7 separate regions of the Mus musculus genome follow, and all the other regions are linked to region 2. A link is a contact called in public ChIA-PET, HiChIP or PLAC-seq and promoter capture Hi-C data. All regions are on one chromosome and are shown on one strand. Each heading gives the region's core, a stretch centred on a gene start, on an enhancer-like site or on the middle of the called end of the contact. The rest is flanking DNA. Distances are from core to core; before and after follow the strand shown.

The links. Promoter capture Hi-C pulls out the DNA fragments that hold promoters and counts their contacts. ChIA-PET counts read pairs in DNA pulled down with a chosen protein or histone mark. HiChIP or PLAC-seq counts read pairs in DNA pulled down with a chosen protein or histone mark.
Region 1: a contact with region 2 is called in a promoter capture Hi-C map of pre-B cells, with 4 times the contacts expected there. The contact joins the promoter of Ogg1 here to the promoter of Sec13 in region 2. A contact is called at or near these places in 6 of 39 promoter capture datasets (embryonic stem cells, fetal liver, liver and 2 more), 4 of 484 Hi-C or Micro-C datasets (CD4 T cells, CD8 T cells, embryonic stem cells and 1 more), 2 of 115 datasets of contacts at active chromatin or transcription factors (memory CD8 T cells and pancreatic cancer cells) and 1 of 9 other capture datasets (adipose tissue).
Region 3: a contact with region 2 is called in a promoter capture Hi-C map of hippocampal neurons, with 2.1 times the contacts expected there. The contact joins the promoter of Camk1 here to the promoter of Sec13 in region 2. A contact is called at or near these places in 1 of 39 promoter capture datasets (hippocampal neurons) and 2 of 115 datasets of contacts at active chromatin or transcription factors (memory CD8 T cells and pancreatic cancer cells).
Region 4: an RNA polymerase II ChIA-PET map of memory CD8 T cells shows a contact between it and region 2, with 48 read pairs. The contact joins the promoter of Brpf1 here to the promoter of Sec13 in region 2. A contact is called at or near these places in 2 of 39 promoter capture datasets (liver and pre-B cells), 6 of 115 datasets of contacts at active chromatin or transcription factors (the SCID.adh cell line, effector CD8 T cells, embryonic stem cells and 3 more) and 1 of 9 other capture datasets (liver).
Region 5: a promoter capture Hi-C map of liver shows a contact between it and region 2, with 4 times the contacts expected there. The contact joins the promoter of Mtmr14 here to the promoter of Sec13 in region 2. A contact is called at or near these places in 8 of 39 promoter capture datasets (cranial neural crest, embryonic stem cells, fetal liver and 4 more), 4 of 484 Hi-C or Micro-C datasets (CD4 T cells, CD8 T cells and erythroblasts) and 2 of 9 other capture datasets (adipose tissue and liver).
Region 6: a contact with region 2 is called in an H3K27ac HiChIP or PLAC-seq map of embryonic stem cells, with 2.3 times the contacts expected there. The contact joins the enhancer-like site here to the promoter of Sec13 in region 2. A contact is called at or near these places in 5 of 39 promoter capture datasets (embryonic stem cells, hematopoietic stem and progenitor cells, liver and 1 more), 1 of 115 datasets of contacts at active chromatin or transcription factors (embryonic stem cells) and 2 of 9 other capture datasets (adipose tissue and liver).
Region 7: a promoter capture Hi-C map of stem cell-derived epiblast-like cells shows a contact between it and region 2, with 4 times the contacts expected there. The contact joins the promoter of Slc6a11 here to the promoter of Sec13 in region 2. A contact is called at or near these places in 9 of 39 promoter capture datasets (the 3T3-L1 cell line, cranial neural crest, embryonic stem cells and 5 more) and 1 of 9 other capture datasets (embryonic stem cells).

What each region holds. Positions count from the first base shown.
Region 1 is chr6:113,325,394-113,328,244 of GRCm38.p6, reverse strand. Ogg1 (8-oxoguanine DNA-glycosylase 1) reads right to left here and starts at 1,269. Exons shown (of 7, transcript NM_010957.4): 1 at 883-1,269. The coding sequence starts at 1,019.
Region 2 is chr6:113,739,431-113,742,190 of GRCm38.p6, reverse strand. Sec13 (SEC13 homolog, nuclear pore and COPII coat complex component) reads left to right here and starts at 1,510. Exons shown (of 9, transcript NM_024206.4): 1 at 1,510-1,546. The coding sequence starts at 1,544.
Region 3 is chr6:113,342,519-113,345,271 of GRCm38.p6, reverse strand. Camk1 (calcium/calmodulin-dependent protein kinase I) reads left to right here and starts at 1,350. Exons shown (of 12, transcript NM_133926.2): 1 at 1,350-1,436.
Region 4 is chr6:113,305,678-113,308,569 of GRCm38.p6, reverse strand. It overlaps Brpf1 (bromodomain and PHD finger containing, 1), which reads right to left and starts at 1,433. Exons shown (of 13, transcript NM_030178.2): 1 at 1,233-1,433.
Region 5 is chr6:113,236,269-113,239,271 of GRCm38.p6, reverse strand. Mtmr14 (myotubularin related protein 14) reads right to left here and starts at 1,429. Exons shown (of 19, transcript NM_026849.2): 1 at 1,151-1,429. The coding sequence starts at 1,306.
Region 6 is chr6:113,265,918-113,269,015 of GRCm38.p6, reverse strand. Mtmr14 (myotubularin related protein 14) reads right to left here. Exons shown (of 19, transcript NM_026849.2): 11 at 2,961-3,046; 12 at 2,680-2,756; 13 at 2,421-2,457; 14 at 321-388. Among named protein-coding and RNA genes, the nearest start is that of Cpne9, 15 kb to the left of the region's middle. Within about 2 kb of position 1,830, at least 18 of the 459 cell types and tissues checked have an H3K27ac peak or open chromatin away from gene starts, as enhancers often do. A contact at or near this core is called in adipose tissue and embryonic stem cells, where this site is marked.
Region 7 is chr6:114,129,976-114,132,921 of GRCm38.p6, reverse strand. Slc6a11 (solute carrier family 6 (neurotransmitter transporter, GABA), member 11) reads right to left here and starts at 1,681. Exons shown (of 14, transcript NM_172890.3): 1 at 1,405-1,681. The coding sequence starts at 1,645.

The DNA.
Region 1 (2,851 bases), core at 20-2,519, 410 kb after region 2:
TCTTCTTTCTTTTTCTTTCTTTCTTTTCTTTCTTTTTCCCCGAGACAGGGTTTCTCTGTGTAGCCCTGGCTGACCTGGAACTCACTCTGTAGACCAGGCTGGCCTCAAACTCAGAAATCTGCCTGCCTCTGCCTGCCAAGTGCTGGGATTAAAGGCATGTGCCACCACTGCCCGGCTAGTTTTCTTTCTTTCTTTCTTTTTTAAGATTTATTTATTTATTTATTTATTTATATGTAAGGACACTGTCCCTGTCTTCAGACACACCAGAACAGGGCATCAGATCTCATTATGGATGGTTGTGAGCCACCATATGGTTGCTTGGAATTAAACTCAGGACCTCCAAAAGAGCAGTCAGTGCTCTTAACCACTGAGCCATCTCTCCAGCCGCCCCCCCCCCCCCCCCCGCTAGTTTTCATCTTTTTGTTTGTTTGTTTTTTCGAGACAGGGTTTCTCTGTATAGCCCTGGCTGTCCTGGAACTCACTTTGTAGACCAGGCTGGCCTCAAACTCAGAAATCCACCTGCCTCTGCCTCCCGAGTGCTGGGATTAAAGGCGTGTGCCACCACCCCCGGTGTAGTTTTCATCTTAAAAATAAAAAAGAAGCGGTACTGGGGATTGAACCAAGAGCCAAGTGCGTGAAAAGCAAGCACTCTTATTACTGAGTGCATCCCTCAGCTTCCCCCACTGATTTTTATTGCATGGTCCTCATAATCCTGCACAGTCATCACCTCTACTTCCTAAAGAAGGTTAAAAGGCAAACCACCGGTGCTTAGACTCCAAAATGTACTCTCATCTATTGCTCCCAACATTCTCTGTATCCCGAGTGGGCAGCACTGAGAAGTCAACATCCTAGGGAACAGTCCTCCCAAGTGCAGTCACTCACCGGAAGGACTGTCCAGAAGCTAAAACCAAGTCCAGACGCAGCTCAGAGCGTGGACACGGGATAGAGGCCCAGAGGGCCGGGCTGGAGCTTAGGGTGCGATGTCTCATGCTGCTAGGCAGCCAGGAACGGAATAACATTCGGCTAGCAGCCCCAGCCCATTACGGCACTGTCCAATCAGAACTCGACTTTCCCAAGTCCTAAAGCCTCGCACACAAGTGACCACACACACCGGGAGTGTAGCACCGTGGGTCCTAGCTTATGGGTCCGGTGTAATTTTAATTTGAGTCCCTGTTGAATGAATTTCCCTCTCCTCGTAGGAAAGCCTCTCGCACACCACCAAACCCCTAAACGCCCCACTCCGCTCTCCCGTGCAGCACGCCCCGCCTCTTCCTCCGGACGTGGCCCCGCCCCCAGGACCTCCCGGCGCGCGCCTCCTCCTCCTGCGCAGCCCTCGAGGTTTGGAAAGGCGCGCCAGTATGGTTCTTCCGGGTCCCAGTTTACTCCCACCGGAAGTAGATCCTTGCTCCCGCTTATTTGACCCTAGAGGTAGCCAATCCGAGAAGAAAGTACGAAGCACCAATGAGAACTCGGGAGTGCCGGAGTGGGCGGGCCTGTGAGGTGGGAGCGGTTGGCCTGCTGGCCTCGCTGCTTGGCGATTGGCTGCCAGAGACCCGGCTCTGCCATTTCAGGGCTTTCGGTGCAATCTCAGGGCCTGCCTGCAACTTCTCGTGCTGGCCCGCACTGGAGCCACATCATTGCGGGGCGTAGTGGTACACACCGGTCGTCCCAGAACTCGGTAGGCAGAGGCGGGAGGCACGTTTGAAGCTTAACTAGGCTGGGCTTCATGGCGAGACTCTGTCTCAAGAAATAAACCGAAAGAATCTCATCCTCCCCTGCTCAAGCCTTTCTCCACCGAGCCTCTTCTGAGGCAGTGATTTTTCAGCGCTGTCCCCTCCACGTCTTGTCAGGAGGCCCCGAATGCGCCATCTCGGGCTTCCCAGGCTTCAGAGGCCAGTCTCAGGTTTGCTCGCCCTGGCTACAGCCTGCGGCACAGCTACCCGCTCCAGTCCGAGCGTGGAGAGATGGGCTTTCTTTGGAGTTCACTCCGTCCAAATGCCAGTGTGTGGCTCTAGGCAGCCTAAGGGACCAACACAACCAGCACCAGCCACCTTGTTCCAAAAAGGACTATATCATTTATAATTTTTTAAGACAAAAAAAGAATGCTTAGGCTAAGAAATATGAACTTCAGCCGGGCAGTTATGGCGCATGACTTTAATCCCAGCACTTTGGGAGGCAGAGGCAGGCAGATTTCTGAGTTTGAGGCCAGCCTGGTCTACAGAGTGAGTTCTAGGACAGCCAGGGCAACACAGAGAAACCCTGTCTCCAAAAACAAACAAAAAAAGAAAAGAAAAAAAGAAAGAAAGAAACATGAACTTCGGACACTAGTTTGACACACTAGGGCATTTTCCATCAAGCAGAGAAATTTTCGGGTTGTGCCTAAATTATTGGACTACAGACTCAAGGGCAGGGCTGGATGCTGATTAGTGTGTGTGTGTGTGTGTCTACAGAAAGGCACAGCACACCTGCTAGAACACTATTAACCAACATCAAACAAACTGGGTCTTTTGTCTCAGTTTCATTAAGCAGTAGCTGTAAGGCTCTCAGCATCCATGTTTTACTGTGATTACCTCATCTAAAGGCATGTCACCTTACAGGTGCCTGGCACTGAGAAGGCATTCTCTCCAACAAGACTTTAAGTTAGGAAAAACGCCAAGGTTGCATGTGCATTAACAGGCTGGTACACACCTACTTTGTTTTCAACTGAAGTGTCTGAAGCCCTTCAGCTACAGTCCTAACAAAGGACTTGAAGCAACTGAATCCCATAAGATGGCAGTAATGGACTCATCTGGTCTTAGGTGCTAGCTGAAAAGACACCTTTCCAGACAAAGAGACCTGGGTTTAAGTCCTA
Region 2 (2,760 bases), core at 261-2,760:
GCCCGATCAGTTGAAGGTTAGTGATGCAGCTACAGAGGGGCCTGCACCTCAAAGAACAGAAGGCCAAGGAGCCCCCTCAACTTTCTTTTCTGTTTTACCCTAAGTATCGCCTCCTCAAATCCCTGTAAAAGTTCTCCATTGGAGGAGGAAAGAGATCTCAAAGGCACTGTGGTGGTGATAGTGACAGCCAGGGGTGAGGGCGGTGTCATGATATAAGGCTGCCACTCTCCAGGCCCCTCTCCAAAAAGCCTTCACACTCCTTGAGTCTTGGCATCTTGCTGGTAGCTATCTTCAGCCAAGGTATTCAATCCCAGTTTCAACATACGACCAGAAAGATTTTTTTTTTCAAGACAGGGTTTCTCTGTAGAGCCCTGGCTGTCCTGGAACTCACTCTGTAGACCAGGCTGGCCTTCAATTCAGAAATCTGCCTGCTTCTGCCTCCCAAGTGCTGGGATTAAAGGCATGCGCCACCACTGCCCAGCAAAGGATTTAGCTAATGGGAGTGGAGGTTCTACTCTGGGCCACTTGGCTTCTAAGTGTGGTGGGGAAATGTGACCACGTGCATCTGAGGAGCTGCCCTGGGGCTCTGTGTTCCCCTTTCAGTGCTGTGTAAGCACCAAAGCTAAAAACAAGAGTTTGGGGAGGTTCCAGTTGTTCTCCCTTGAAACAGTCAGACTCCCAGGGACTTGAGACTCTCTGCTTGCCATCCCTTAAGAAAGCTGGTGCATTTTTGTATACTATCATATCAACTAACAATGAAGCTTTGACTTCTTCCGTTTCAATTTGTATCCCCTTGATCTCATTTAATTGTCTTTTTGTTCTAGGTAGAACTTCAAGTACTATGTTGAATAGATAGTGAGAGAGTGGTCAGCCTTGTCTTGTCCCTGAATTTAGTGGAATTGCTTTATCCATCAACGTAATTTACCATATAAACAAACTGAAAAAAGCCCACATGATCATCTCATTAGATGATGAAAAAGCCCTTAACAATATCCAATACCCCTTCATGTTAAAAGTCTTAAAGGGATTATGGATACAAGGACCATACCTAAACATAATAAGGCAATATACAGCAAGCCAATAGTCAACATCAAATTAAATGGAAAGAAACTTAAGCAAGACCTAACAAAGCACTAGCCCAGTCTACTTGAGAAATTAACCTCTACGATGGTCATGATAAGCCAGTGGGACCCGGAACCCGCAGAAAAGGAGAGTGAAGCTATAATGACTAGTCATTTTATGTATGCATCTCAGGAACCAGAAAAAACTTAGTCTAAATAAAAAACCTGCTAGCGACGGCTTCAAATCATAAAATCCCTGGATTAGGGTCGCCACAGCAACCAGAGCCCAACAGTAGCCAAGATAAAGGCAGAACTGCAGGAGGGCGGGGCCGAGGATCCAGAAGACGCGGAACCTTTGTGTGAGTCGAGTGTGTTGCTGACCGGAAGATCCTGGGTGACAGCCTGCCGGCTGCGGGCCGGCACCGGAAGTGAAGCGTTTTGAGCTGCCACGTCCGAGGCCGTGGGTCGCCGCTGCTGCAGCTATGGTAAGTGTCGCGATCCCTGCGATAGTCGTGGCTTTGAGACAGACCACCTCTACGTCCTCAAAGTTTGCTTGTCCTGCCTCTCTCTGGGTCTCGGAGCGGGAATTTAAGGCAAGGCCACTGGGCCTTCCGGAACTCATAGGCCCGGGCTGCGAGCCCACCTCCTGCCCGTCTCGTGTCTTGTCCTCCAGAATTGGAAAAACAGCCAAAGCTATCATAGGATCTACTGCCTGACAAGCCCTTAGTGCGTTCCCACGATCGCTCACATCCTCTGCCTGCGCGTAGCCTGCGGAGCAGATGCTACTATCATCAACACTTGGGCTAGGCAGTGGCAAGCTAAGATCCAAATTCTCCTCATCATTCGCCCTGCCACCCACTACCTCAGCAAAGGAGGTGGAGGGATCAGTTGCTTGGACACAGGACTCCCATGTGTGATGGTCCCTTCGGGAAACTGATGACAGGCCTAGCTGAGTGACTCCAGGGCATCGTCTCAGCTTTTTATTTCTGTTTCTTATTTTTGAATTTACATGGCCTCTGTGGTATGTCTTTCACCGCACCCCACTCCGTATAATACTAAGGGAATGAAACTCTGGAAGTCTTAGACCCTGGTTGGCGCAGCGGTGCAAGGAGCTGCCTCCTTCTGTTGGCCTTTGGCTCTTTTGTTGCCAAGTTGGAGACTCATACACAGGTTCATTCTAAGTTTGTACCTGGTGTGATTCTGATGAGCTGAACTGTTTTGAGTGCAGCTTCTTACTGTGTTCCAGCAAGCGCATAAGTGTCCTTATAAGATGCTCCGGAGGACTGCTCCAAGAGCTTTAAAATACATAGCATCCCAAAGTGTGGATCATAACCCATGGCTGCTGGTTAAGAATGGTCATAAGGATGCCAGCTTTCCAAAGTCCTGTGGGTCACCAATAGAAAATTACTTTTCCTTGAGCCAGTTGGGATTGTGGGGAATTCTTGGTCACATCACCCACCTTATATTGGTGTGTGTTGGGGGAGGGGGTTAGAGGATTAGTAGATAAGATTGTTGCCAGCAGTGTGGTTTTGGTAAGGGTGTTTTCTTCACTGCCACCTTAAATTGATTAGTTTTTCTGTTGACTATAATTGATTGCTCCTGGTGCCTCTCCAATGCTCACGGGAAAATGTCATTGTCTCCAGGCAGGTGCTGCTCCTCTTTCTCTAATCTTTGCCGACACTTTTCAGAGCATTTAAGA
Region 3 (2,753 bases), core at 101-2,600, 400 kb after region 2:
TCTCTGAACCTGGGGCTAGGCTGGTGGCATGCTCCCCCTCAGTTCTGGGGTTACAGAGGCACACAGCCCCCTCCAGCTTCTTACACAGGCTCTGAGTATTTGAACTCAGGTCTTGTCCTTGAGCCGCTCGCCCACTGAACCATCCCCGAATCCTCCTGTTTTGTCTTTTCTTCCTCCTCCCCTTGAAGGAGAACCTCACCACCGGCTTGCTTAGAACATTTCACAATGCACCTATCTCTGCTTCTGAAGTGCTAAGATTGTGTCAGACACCACACCAGCTTGTTTTGAACTAGTGTTCTAAGTACTTGCACACCCACTACACAGAACTCTCAAGAAAACTTAGAGTCAGTCGTTAATAAGTCCATGTCTCAGGGAAGAAACTGAGGCTCAGAAAGGGAGAGCAGAAAGGGAGGTGGTTGACTTCAAAACCTTTCTAGCATCTTAGCTTAGTCTTCTGAGGCCTGACCACTCCAGGACAGAGGAGGGCCAAACTGGGAGAAACAGAGGTTGAACTCAGGAGGGAGAGCTGCCCTAGACAGGCCAGGTTGCGTCCTTTGCCTGGCTCCAGGGCAGACCTACCTCTAATTCCTGCCAGTTGATTCCCCTTCTAGTCTGAGCTCAATTTAGTCCCAAAGAGCCTTGCATAAACCAAGTCGGGTCAGGTCCCTTGGCCCCAAGCCTAGAGCCCCAGGAAGGGATATGCTCCACCCTCCCCACCCTGGCTCCCAGCCACGGTCACATGGCACTTTGGTCCTCTTTGGCTTGCTTCCTTAAGGATCCAGATTTAACTGCATCTCCCCCTTCCACTTCTCTTCCCTAGTCTCTTTGAGCAGTACCTGAAAGTGTGTGGGATAGAAGCCTTAGCTCTGTTTTGCTGGTGTAGGTCCTCAGTTTATCTGCCTATTAAATGGGACCTTACAGCTTTTCATCAGCCCCTTACTAGTCTTCTGAGTCTTGCATAGGTCCAGCTCCTTTTAAATGGAAGGTGAGGAGAGGAGGAGAAGGAGACTAAGAACTCTAAGGCAGGTCCCAGAACTGTTTTGAAAACAATGCCAGGTTCAAGCTGGCCAGCCTCTGGCATCTCATAAATATTGGTTCAAAAATCATCTGCTTCTAACTAAGTGCTGATTTCAAGACCATCTGTGGCTCTCACTTGTCTCCTGCTGACGACCAAAGGGCACATAAGCATGCTATAGGGCCTGTAACAGAACAACTGGGCCCACTTCTCCAGTCCGAGAGTGCTCGTCCCTAGTCCCCAGGTCCTCTGCCGCAGGCTCCTCCTCCATTGACATCAGAGCCGCAGGCGGGCCGAGGGAGCCGAGCCCCAGCCGAGCGCCAGCGACTGAGCAGGCAAACTGACCAGGCACAGACGCGGCGGGAGCTCCGCACCAGCCACCTCGGCCCTCGCAGCCAGCCCCGAGGCGGGGCAGCCGCAGGTACAACTGAGGGTTGCCCCGGCTCTGTGCAGCGGGGCGCTCCAGCCACAAGATACTGAAGCCCAAGGGTGGGAGGGGCGCCTGGCCCCTGGACAGACAGACGGAACAGGGCTGGGCCTTTCTCTCCCACCTCCCGTCCCAGGCCCTTTAGGTGCTAGGTGACCTCCATGGATATTGCCTGGATATCAGAAAAGGGTGGGGAAGGGTCTGTGTGTGTGTGGTGTATGTCCAAGCGCTAGGCCTGACCATGGAAGGGCGTGGGCATTTGGAAGAGTAGATCGGGGAGGGCATGTGAGGGGTTCCCTGAAGCAGGAATGTGCTTCAGTTGTGTAAAGGTATCTGGGAATTCATTTTTGTTGTTGCATATGGTGTTCAAGGATACACACACACTGCTGTCTGGCTTGCGGGGTAGAGTTCAGGGGAGGTTTGGTCTTCCTCTGAGGGGGTTTAGTTAGGCAGATTGTTAAGGCTTGGTTTGCTGTGTAGGGCTCTGGGCTGAGGAGTTGGAGGGCATAGACAGGACTAAGTTGCTATGTCTGGTATGTGGGAACGGATGCCACCTTGTTCGTGTGTGCATGGAATCAGTACTGCAGTGTAGGGTCTGGGTGTTTTGGATGGACAGGTAGGTGTGAGTGGTGTATATGAACGTGTGTTGATGCTGGGCATATGTGCACAACCAGGTGACGTGGTGTGCAGTGTGATGGATCTAGCAGGAAGGTGTCTGGACTCAAGATTCATGTACTGCTGATGTGGAGTGGTGTCTGCTGCAGGGTGTGGAACTGTGAGGGTCATTAGTGCTGGCATCCATGTGGGTTTGACTTTACATGGATTTACCATTGCCTCTTTCATCAGAAAACCTGGGATGCTGGCCAATGCTCTGGGAACAAGGTCCCACTCAAGGAGTGGACTCTCAGTTCTGGTCAGGGTGCCTTCTCTTCATTCTTCCCAAAGGAACCAGGAGGTTGCTTTCCCAGAGCTCTAGGGCATGAGGGGCTCTGTTCTGGCTTCAAACTCAGTTGATTCTGAGATGTTGACTTTTCTGAATGATTCCCCCAGTCTAGTAGTCTCCTACTGGACCAACACATGACACCCTTTGTCCTTAGCAAGCTTAGCTGGGACTCTCTTGGGCAACTCTGGACTCATTCTATCCATCTCCAACCTCAGTTTCCGAGATTTCTCACATGATACATGGGGAGAGAACCCACCCTTTCTTGTAAGATGACACAGAGCTGTCTAGGGAAAGGTCCAAGATAGGTCCCCTCCAGGAGGGGACAGACAGGTGAGATCAGTTTTCCGGCTGCTGGGACACAGACAGGG
Region 4 (2,892 bases), core at 184-2,683, 430 kb after region 2:
CACCCTGGAACTGGGTGGGGAGATATAGGGAGAAACCTTGTGAAATGGTCATTTCCGCAGGACAAACGGCACAGGCTACACTTGGTTTCCTCATTTACTGATTCATGCAACATTAACTCAGGGCCTACTGAATGCCAGGACACAAACATGATCACAAAAATCTAGGCATTATGTTCCAAGGTTCTCAAAGGCTAACCCTCCCCCACCTCAGTTTCTGGGTGAGTAGAGACAGCAGATGGCACCAAACCCCAGGGAGCCCAGCTTAGTCTGGTACCGCTCCAATTTCTCTCAGGACTAGTTTGAACTAGTGCCTAGGACCACCAATGCAGGGCCTGCCTAACCTCCCTGACAAACACTAACTCTCAGCCTTTCCTTCCTTCTCCTGAGGCTTAACTACAAGAATGGGCAGCTCTCGTCCATCTATCGACAGCAAGTCAGCCAAGCTACACATTCAATTCCAACTCACTTCTATTTCCTACCTGCTGCTGTGCCTTTAAACACAAAACCAATTATAGGTACAAACAAGCTCAACACTTTCCAAGCCGGGTCCCTGGTGAACGCTGCCGTTCTGGCTTTGCTGCCCTGGTTCCCGAACTAGCACAGTGCCCCAAGGGACCTGGCGTCAGAGGCACGAAGGTGTCCAGAACTTAGCTCTGAAAGCCCTGGGGCCCTTGGATATGGCGGAAGCACCTACTCCCGGGAACTCCAGGAGCAGAAGGAAGTAAGGGGTAAGGGGTGGGACAAGGCCCGCGGGGCTAGAGCCCAATCTCCCGGATGCTGCGCCGCTTCCCTTTTGTCAAAGTGTAACAAGTCAAACAAGGTTTCCCTTCTGCCTCTGGCCCAGGCAGCCTCAAAGGGAACACTGCTGCCGCGGACGCTCCCCACGAACGAATGGCATGTCAATTCTCCCTGCTCCAGGGGCTCAGGAGGAGCCTAAGGCGCCTCGCCAGGGCTGCCCCTTCTCCACTGGCACTACCTCCCGGCCCCGGCCCGTACTCACCGGCCACCTCCAGTCTGGGCTCATCGCCGGGGGCGCCCGCCGGGGCTCCAACCCCGTGTGGGAGGCCGGCGATGAGAGACGGGCCGAGAAGGGGAAACCCGAACTCTCGGAAGCGAAGCTGGCCGCCCCGGCTCCTGCCCCGCACTCTCTGGCCCGGCTCCCCCGGCTTCCCGCGCTGACCCCTGCCACTCCTGGTCCCGCCGGTGCCCCAGCGTCGCAATTCCGCAAGCACCTTCGCGTTTCCCGAGCTTTTGGATCTTCTGGCCTGGGAACCCGGTGCCGCCGGGACAATGGGGGGGCTCCTGGAGGCGGCACAGGAACAGCAGCGGCGAGACCGTGGCGGCAAAGGCTGTGGCAGCGGCGGCAGCAGCAGCGACGGCGACGGCGTCCGCCAGGGTAAACGTGGTCCCGTGGCGCTGTATAGACGCACTTTCGCCACGGTTCCTCGCCGGTCTACTGAGGAGCTTGAGACCAACCTGTCGGTCTGAAAAAGATCTCTGGACACCTTAAAGGGCTCAGCAAGCGCCTCCATGTTCTAAGTGGAGTTTCTGGCGAGCGAAAGCTCAGTTTTGGGGAGTCTGAGTCCTCGGGCCGTTTGTGGCGAATCTGCGACTACGGACAGGCAGCGCGAGGCTGGGCGTGAGGAGCCCGCCCTTCTCCCCTCCCCCTCTGCCGCCGCCTGCTCCCTCCCTCCTGCTGGCGCGACTGCTGCGGTAGGGACCTGGCCTTGGTCTCCGAGGAAGGCGACTGGGAGGAACGGGGCGGGAGCGCCGGGTGGGGCGGAGTTGAGGGCAGGGCCTAGAGCCGGACGAACGCAAGGGAGCCGCAGAGGCCCGCAGATATGGTCAGGGGCGGGGCGACGTGGGAAGACTAGGCCGGCGCGGGAGGGGCTTGTGTTTAGGGGGTGGAGCTGCGGGAAAGCGGTGCCCTGATGCGACGACCGCAGCCGGAAGAGTGGGCCCGAGGGGCCCAAGTAACGAAGGGCGGAGCTTTGGGTAAGCCTGGAAGGTGGAGCTAAACTAGGGATGAAGCTACAGCTGGGAAAGCGCACCACAGTGCTGCAGGGTAAGGGCGGGACTTAGGAACGTAAGGGGCGGGGCTTCCGCTGAAATGTGAGACTGAAGGGTGACGAGGCGTGGCCCTAATGAGGGAACTGAGTTTGGGGAGGTTCCAGTGCATTCCAGTAAAACTGTAGGACTCAGATTGGCAGCGCTGGACTACAAGGTTACCGGTAGCTGATTGGAAGACGGTATCAAAACACACAGCCCATTGAATATGACTGACACCTCAAGTGTGATCGTGGGAAATTCTTCTTTGGGTTCTTCAATTGTAAACCTGGAACTCGAAAATTCTGTCAGTTCCTGGGGGTTTCAGAGAATTTGGATGTCAGGGATCATCATTGTCAAGCAGTGCTTGTAGTTTTGTCACTGAAGAGTATGATAGTCTTCCAAGATGCTAGAGTCACTGAGAACGCGGTTTATTTTCATGCGGACTTGGTATTCAGCTCCCTAAAGTGCACGTTTTCTTATGACACGTTTCCCCCGAGAAATGCCAATAAAACCAGCACTCCAAGTTGTTTCCTGGTCAAAAGGGGGGGTCTGGCGTAAAATCGGTGGTTTCTATAAAGAAATGGCTTATTGCAGCGGAGTTTCTCATTATTAAATGGGGATAATATATAGTCCCTCTGTCCCGGGGTTATGATAAGGATTAAGAGAGTTGAAGACTGTAAATTGCCTAATACAGTGTCTGTTGTATAAGATTCGCATGCACAAAGAAAATACAAGCTATTATACTCATCCAGAAAATTCAGAATAAACCAGTAATCGCAGCACTCAAGAGGATTGAATTAGGATTGCTCCAACTGCTTATGAGTTCCAGGTCAGGCTGAGCCA
Region 5 (3,003 bases), core at 180-2,679, 500 kb after region 2:
CACACACCAAGGCTGGTGATGTAGCTCAGCTGGTAGAATGCCGGTCTGGCATGCATAAAAACCTGTGTTCAATCTCCAGCACCACAGAAACCAAGCATGAGGGTAAACACCTGTAACCCCATCACCTAGGAAGTGGAGACAGAAGGACAGGAGTGCATGACTGGCCTTGGTTGGGATAACGCATTTAAGGCTTTTCTGAACATACAGTACAAATTCTAGGGTCTGCCTCCCCAGACATTGTGCTTTAAGAGAATCTAAGACCAGAAATCTTTGTGTTTAACAAGAGCTCCAAATGATGCCAATTATAATCTGAAAGGTACTTAATTGTCTGGTCCGATAATACCACATTAGTGATCTTTCTTAGGTTGTTACTTCAGAGATTAATAGAAGATGTCTCAGCCCCTAGGTAACCTCTGGGGCCAAACCAGTTTTATGGCCCAGCACAGAGACCAACGCCAATGTGTAATGCCACACTGGGAAAGAGAAAGGGCCGGGTCTATCAGTGCTGAGGTCAGTATGCCTCGACCAGATCAGCAGCTCTCTTTTCAGGCCTGGTGACTAGGGCAGAGGGAAATTCCCGGGGTGGGGGGACAACGGACAGAGACTTCTGATAAAAGGAACAGAAAGGGAATGTGGGTTCTCTTCTTGCTCTACAGGAAAGGAAAGGGAAGGGCCTAAGTCATGCTGGTACCTTATAAGGAGGTGACACACTCCGCTGTTCTCTGGGCTCCATAATGTCACACTACTCCAGACTTCTACTCTGATCTCTGGTCCAGAGGAGTCTCTTCCCCATTTTTACTTAGATTTTAGGGGTTTTGTTTTTTGTTTTGAATCTGTTGGTAACCCCTCCTAGGCTCACGAAGGGTAGCGTTCCTATTGTCTAACCTTTGCACCTGGCCCACAACTCCGACCCTTGACCTCCAAACCCCTGTTAAAGCAACCCCCCACCCCAAAACCCACAAGGAGCTTCGGTCCTCCTCTTTGGTGTAAAGCCGGATCCTTACTCTCTGAGTCCATATCCTGGATAAGTTCCTCTCCCGTGCCTCCCCAAGGAGGTCTCATTCCAGCTCTCCTCCCATCCCGAACCACAGTCTTCCCTCGGTAACTCAGGCCAGGGACCAGTTCAGGTCGTTGCACCTTTGGGGCTCACCTTAGAGCCGCTCTTCCCGCCGCTGTCCTTGGCACGGTACTGAGTCCGGGAGAACTCCTCCAGCAGCTCCCAGAGCCCGGGCTCCTGAGGCGGCGGGCTGCCCGACGAGGCGGTGGAACCCGCCGAGGCGGCGGCGGCGGCCCGAGCACCCGCCATGCACAGCCTCGAGTCCCCTCAGGGCGCCTTCCCCCAGCCCATGGCACCTGAAGCTCGGACTCCGGCTCTAAAACCTCCTGAACCGACTCAGCCGCCGCCTTCTTCTTCCACTTCCGGCCCCGCCCCACCTCTCCGGATGTTTACTCCCGCCGCAGCCAATCAGAGCCCGGGGTTCGTGCCCGGCCCACAGGTCCCCGGCCCACCCCTGACGCGGAGGGATCCAAGTGGCCTCACGGCGGGGGCCGCGCTCCGCCCAAGGGGTTTCCCCGGGGGAAGCCGGGCTAAACCACCGCGGCTGCGGGGAGGGGAAAGGCGGGAACCATTGGCAACAAGAGAGGAAGGAACCGCCGGAGGCCTGAGTTAGTGCTGGCAGCAAGAAGACGAGAGCTGCAAGAATCAAAACAGCATTTCAAACAGCACTTCTCCACTGCTCTTATGGACGTCCCTGCCAATATAGCGTGGACCATCATCCTATTTATTTAAAAAGATTTTCTAGCTGGTGTCAGTAGGCAAACGCCAGAGGATGAAGCGTGAGAATCAGGCATTTGAGACTAGCCCAGACCACACCTTAATTTTTTAAAAATGTTTAAAAAAGTGTAGATAATAATGTTCCTTCATTTTCCTATCAGCTGCTTTCATCATAAATCAACACGTGCCAATCTCCTGCTCAGTTCTTCCCTGTCTAGGGAGTTGTTTGTGTATTGGGCTGGTGTTTGTTGTTTGATGTAGGTAATTATTTGTGGTATAGCCAAGGCTGGCCTTGAACTCCTGACTCACCTGCCTCCACTTTCTGGGTGCTGAGAATCTCAAATATCAGTCCCAAATTCCTAGAATTGTTAGTCTCAGAAGATGTGTGTACTATCTACCCCCAAGTATTGATGTTTAGAGAGAAGGTGTTAAGGCCTCCTTCAGTATTGTATATCTGAGGGAGAATTGCTCATTTGGCCATCAGTCAGACAGTTGATTAAGCTATAACTTATGTCGAAAGAAAACTCTCAAAATGAAATTGATGCTGTGAAAACATAGTAAGTTAACATAGTGCCTAAAAGTACTCATTTTCTTAGATTTGTAAAGAAATCTAAGGAAAACACAAACCACAACCCCTGCTGACTGTCAGTCACTCTTCATGCTCAACTAGGTCCTGTCCTGAATTCTAATACTGGAAATTAGTTTTCCCTTTTGGCGATGGTCAAATAGAATCAAAATATGCATTTTTTAAAAAAATTATTATTTAGTCTCGTCTTCTAAACTGTGATGATTATTCTTGCTTCCCAACTTGGGGAAAGGACTCTTCAGTTGAGTAATTGCCTCCACCTGGTTGGCCTCTGAGCATGTCTGTGGGGCCTTTTCTTGATTGCTAATTGATGCAGAGGGAGGTATCCACTTTGGAGAGGTGGTCCTGGGTTGTAGAATAAAGCAGGCTGAGAGAGTTACAGGGATCAAGCTGGTAATCAGTGTTTATTTCTCCATGGCCTCTGCTTCACTTTCTGCCTCCAGGTTCTTGCTTGAGTTCCTGTCCTGCCTGATGGTCCTCAATGATGATGTCACTGATGTGACAGTGTGAGCTCAATAAACCTCTTCTTGGCTTGCTTTTGTTTTTATCATAGCAACAAAAGTAGAACAAACATAATGTCTCTAAGATTTTTCTAGTCAATCGCAATGGCTTACACCTGTGAGTGAAGCCTTCCGAAAGCTGA
Region 6 (3,098 bases), core at 581-3,080, 470 kb after region 2:
GTGAATTTTTTCTTTTTTTATGGTACCAAAGCTTGAACTCAGGGCCTGCAGCATGGTAGGCAGGCACCCTACTTCTGAGCTGCATCCCACTCACAGATGGCCTACTACAGGGCTCAACAACAAGGAACGGCAAGTCCTCCCGTCCACAGGCTTGTTTCTTCCTATAGCATCACCAGCTCTTCCCCCATGAGAGACTACTCCTTCCCTGTTCATTTAGGTCCTCAGCACAGACACTCGGCTCTAGTAACAGGGCTGGGATAACGGCAGTGCTCCACACTGTGGAGGAGTGCCCCTGTGGTCCTTTGCCTCCCTCCACTTACCTCTGGGTCTTCAGGCAGAACTCTTCGGAGGTGATATGCTTCAAAAAATTGAAGCAAAAGAAGAAAATCTGAAGGAGAAAAAGCAGAGCACAGTGAGAAGTTAGCCTTGGCCAGTGGAGAAGAACATGCAGAAGAGCGCCACTGGCTCTCAGGTTAATGCCTCTTTTGGGGAATGACCTTCTTTGTGAACCCTGCTAGATCTGATTTATGACTGATGTGGGTGATACAGAGGGCTCAGCAGGGTTTTAGGCAGGTGCCCATAAGCTGGGGGTAGGGAAGATATAATGTGCATCTTTTCTGAGAACACAGAGGTCCAAGGTAAAGAATTCAAATCTTCAACACGCACATTCTCAGCTTTTACAGTGAAAATAACAGCAGTTCCCACTTCCATCTTAAAGCCCAGGGAGAGCTACTGACAGGGGGGACAGCTGGGAGGGAGAGTATCTTGGGCAAGGGGATTAGTGGATAAGGCAGGACAGAAGAGGAAAGGCATTCCATAGGGAGGGGTGCACCAGATACAGGATCAGAGCTGGGGTAGGGCAGCCATGCTCTGGCTGAAACTGTGAGGCCCAGGTCTTCACTGTGAAGTGGATACAGGCAAGAGACTGACTGGCAGCAAACCCATTCCCAGGAGCAAATCCCAGCCAGTGACCTAGTCCAGTGGCCTCTAGAAACATACCAGAGGCTTTGGTTTATTTAACCTGCACAACACAACAGGCTATATATCAACCAGTGATCCCAAAAGGTGTAACCCATGAGACTCAGGGAAACACCCATACATTCCCACAGGGCCCTGTAAGATTCCATTTTAAAAAAAAAAAAAAAGAGGAAAAAAAAAAAAAAAGGCAGAGGGTTGCTCAGATCTGGTCAGTAGGAAATGCTGCATTATATAAAATGACACAGGTGTTTTCATCAGACACCAGAGCTTTTTAATGTGCTAATGTACCCTGGGAACCTCAAAGATAGAAGACAGGGTAAAGAGGCACTTAGCAGCTGTTTTTAGCTTGCTATATTACAGAGGTGTCTGCAGTCTGGAGAGGTAGCAAGACCTATGCATACACTGAGGGACTTGCAGGGTGGGACTCAGAGCCCAGTCTTCGCAGTCTCATTTTTGCCCTTATTCTCTGAAGGGAGCATCTGGCTTGCTCTGGTGGGCGGGGGAGGGAGATGGAGTAGAGGACAGAATGTCCTAAAGCACCAGCAAAATCTCCAAAGAGGCTACAAAGAGTCCTTCTGCCCAGATTTCAATGCCAAAGGCTCTGCCTCTGGCAGAGTTCATGGGGCCTCTGAGGAGCAGGCTTATGAGCTCTGCAGACGCGTAAGTGCTCAGAGAGATTTGGAAGGGAGATGAGCAGCTGGGCAGAAGCAACAAAAGAAAAGCTGGAGATAAGACGCCTAAGAAGAAAGCAAGCTCAGAAGCAGGAGGGAGAGAAGGATGCTTCTGGACACTAGGGGTGGGTGGAGACAGAACCAATACTGTCATGATATGCATCTGTATAGCTCAGGGAGAAACCAGGAGACTCAAGGTGAAGCTCAAGGTCACCTAGGCAACGAGCAGGACCAGTCGAGACACACTCAAGCCAAACTTAAGATCTGATGCTGGGGGAACTACAAGCAGGTAAAGAAGATAGAGGAGGCAAGACAGAAATGGCAAGAGGAATCTGACTACACTGAAAAGAAAGGACAAGGAGGACCTGGAGGCAGCCTACAAGTGGGCAGAACCCTGGGTGTGCAGACCACCGTGGAGAAGGGAAGGGACTCTGAGTGGCAGGATGGAGGACAGAAGCACTCCATGTTTCAGCTTTGAGCATGGAGCCATGGAAAGCAACTTGAACACTGGCTCCAGAGCCAAGTGCAGAGGGAAGATGAGGAGCCTGAAATGGTCACAGCCACTGTGGCCAGAACTCCCTCTGTGGTACAAAGGGAGCCCGAGGCCCACACACGGTCTGTGCTCTTGCCTTTCCCACCACACTGCCTGAGGGAAGAGGATGGTAAGCTCATCCAAGCATCCTGGGTGGAGAAACTGCCTTCCCAGCATGGCAACCAGAATGAATGCCTTGTGTGTTAAGGTGTAGTCCATGTCTGTGCGGAGGTCCTTACCTCCTCCCCTTTGCTGAGCCGATCTACCAACATGTGTCTGAAAAAGAAGAGTGAGAAGGTCAAAGCACAACCCAGCGCTGAGGAGCCGTGTGACCCACAGACAGACCAAGTCTTTGGCACCAATGCATCACATGAAGCCTGCCAACATCTTTGATCCTTTCCAAAGAGAGCCAACTTTTTTCCTCCAGCTGTTTTCTTATCTCTGTTCCTCATAAGAAAAGCTAATACACCATGCACACACACCTCCTTGAAGACTTACCCAAAGAGGAACCAGTCATAGGCCACAGTCAGGTAGAGGATCTCAGCAGGCTTCAGGGATGTGTGAATTAGCCCATCCTGGGGGAGACAAAGGGTGGCAAGCTCAGAAAGCTGCCTTCCTAGTGCGGGCCTCCTTGCTCCAGGAGCAAACCAAAACATAGACTGGGTGACAGGACCACCCTTATCCTACCCCAGCCCCCAACCAAGAACAGTGTTAAACGTGACAATTGGAGACCTAATAGGGTCTCTGCATATTCCCCGCTCCAGCTCATTCATACTCACAGCCCACAAGGAAAGGCGCAGAAGAGAGATGAAGAGGGGGGTCCGGTCCCAGCCTGAGATACAGTGTACCAGCAGCCCGCTGTCATCTATTGTGGAACAGGAGCACCAAGTGAGAGAACCAGATAGGGTTCTGCTGAA
Region 7 (2,946 bases), core at 432-2,931, 390 kb before region 2:
CTCCATTTTCTACTTTTGCCAAATGCGTCTTATTTAGGCCTAACATTTCCCAGATGAATAAAGATGTTAAAATAGTTTCTGCCCCAAACTATCCTAAAGGTACAGCTTTTCCTAAGCACACATGGTAGCTTCTGAAGGCTCCGTCTGCACAGTGAGGCAGGGCCTGCCTGAGGGCACAGGGTGCATTTTGGGTCTTCAAGTCTGCAGCCAGCTGTCTCCCCTTGCCAAGCCACGGACACCACTGGCCACTTCATTACCAGTGCAGGACAGGCCTGGAGCAGCCTGTGCCTTCAGGGTGAATGTCCCCAAAGAAAGGGCCTGAGCCAGGCAGTGTGGTTCGCAGGCCCCTTAGCTGTTTGTACAGGAAGCCCTGCACTGTCCCTGCCAACCAACTTCTCTATCACCTTTTTAGGGTTTGAGATTTTTTTCTTGAAGATTAGGGGTAGGACAGGGAGGAGAAAAAACGCCAACACAGGTCTTTTCTGAGAGGAACTGTGCCACCACAGGCTTTAATGGGACCCCTCGCCACTCTGCCATCCTACTGTGATAGGAAGGGTGTGGAAGTTTGAGGGGGATGTGGGGGTGTTGGGTACCACTCTGAGATGGGGACCACAGCTTCATTTCTTCCTAATGGCACTCTGTGATGCTGTCGTTGGAAGGGATGCTGGTCTTCCCCGTCTCACACACATCAGCGTGGTTGCAGTTGTTGTGGGTGAGTCTGAGCCCAGTAAAAGAAACTGCTTGGTGCCAGTTTTTCCTCCAGAGAGGCCTAAAATACTTTCCCTAGAAAGGGCCTACTACAGAGGGGAGCAAGTGGCAAATGGCCGTCCAAAAGTTCTCCCCCGGGGGTCAGCCTGATCCTGCACAGAAAGCTTTTAGAGTCTGAATCTCACTCTCAGCAGTAGTAAAACAGAGAGTTTCTTAGATGCTTAGTACCATCGTCGTTGAGATCCATAACAGCATTCCCTTCCAAGGTGACTGACTGTGAGACGATTTAAAAATTTACAAGACATGGCTAACGCTGGGCCCCTATTCCTGGCACTTCGGCGACCTCTCTAAAAGATTGCTCAGATCAGTCTCTTCCTGTGAGGACAGGGAACATCCGAGGCTAAATAACAGGTTTCTGCCTAAAATACCAGTGAGAGTGGCCTGAAAGCAGAGCTCCTGGGCCAGGTCTGTCCCTCACGCAGGTGACAGACGCTGCTCTGGGCCCGGTGGCAGGTGGCAGATGGTGGTGCGCTCAGGTGCGAAGCGGGCTCTGTGCACGCAGGCGCAGAGAAACAGGTGGGCCCCGTGCAGTCCCACAGCTCCTGGGGACTGGGAGGGGGGATCGGGGCCATGCACGAGAGGTGTCACCCCACCCCAGGTGTCGCCCCGCGTCCCCGCCATCCCCGCCGCGCTCACCTCCGCCGTTTTTGTAGCACAGGTAGGGAAAGCGCCACACGTTGCCCAGTCCGATGATCTCTCCAGCTACGCTCAACACGAACTCCACCTTGTTGTTCCAGTGGCCGCGCTCGTGGACAGCCTTGTCGCGCGCCTCGCGCGTCCCCGCCGCGCCCCCGCCGCCGCCGCCCAGCGTCTCGGACCCCCGCGCCTCCTCGGCCGCTTTCCCGTTGCCCAGGGGCAGCGCTTGCTCCGCAGTCATGGCCGCCCTGCCGCCTCGTGCGCCGGCCCCGGCTCTGCGCCGCCGCCCCGGGCGCCCGGGCTTTTGAGAGGCTCGAGCGGCGGGCGGGGGAGCCGGGGGTGGAGCCGAGGGAGCCGCCCGGGTCGGACCGCACGGGACGGGGACACGATGCCCAGGCCACCTCCTGCCCGCTTGAATCCCGGGATGGTAGGGGCGCTGCAAGTCCAGTGACTTGACCTTGTGCGCCCAGCGCCTCCCTTAATACCTTGACCTTGCGCCCACCTGGCTAACTCAGGGCACAGGGTTTGCCCTGCAGCCTGACTCGCTGGCTTCTGAGTGCAGGTAACAGCAGAGTTGTTATCCAGGCCCAAGTGGGCTATGAGTGCTGCACCTGAACTTCTATCCCCTCTCTGTGACCTTTCAAAGCTTGGGCCTCAGTTTTCCCATCTCTACTCAGAGGTAGATGGGCAGCTCTAACTTTTGAAGGGCGAACAGTTGTGTGTGTAGGGTTCAGTTGCAGGGGCCTGGTGAGAATACGGCCGGGGCATGAGATGCAAAGTCCTTTTGAAGCTCCCTGGTGATGGTAGCTGAGCTGTAGCCCCAACCCCATGCCCAGTACCCTCTACCCTGGAGGTCTCATTCCCCCCTCCCCCTCGTGGCCCCACTCTACACACATATGAGTCTCAACAGTGTGGCATTGAGTACGGACATCCAGCGGCAGGAGCAGGCAAGTCTAAGCTGAGTATCCTGCTTCACCTACGTGAGCTGTGTGACTTTGGCCAGGCTCCTGAGACTGCAGTTTCTCAGTTTGCTGTTCTGCAAAAGATGCTTCCAATATCACCTTCTTAGGTTTGTACTGCTTGCTTATTGTTTTGTTTGGGTGAAAGGATAAATGACAAGATGCTGATAAACAGTCTTCCTACAGTAGAGACAGTCAATGACCATGCACCATGCAGTATGCAGACATGCATGTCCACGTCTGGCTCAATACGTCCCTCCTCTCGGTTGTACAAACAGCATACAATGTCCTACAATAATGGCAGAGAACTTGGCGAAATATGCTATATAACATGTACTTAGAAAGTATTTGTAGATAATAAGGTCAAGGATATAGCTAAGTAAAAAGTCCTTGCTGATGATGTGTCGAGCCTTGGATTTCATGCCCAGGACCGAGCTGAAGTCAAGGGTATGGATAGAGATAGAGTCAGGGGTATAGGTAGAGAAGGAGTTGTTTTGGGTCGGATGACACTTGTGAGTTGACAGCTGGCCCTACCTGTGGTGCCCCTGGTGGAGGAAACTTTAAGAGGCAGAGCCTTAAAGGA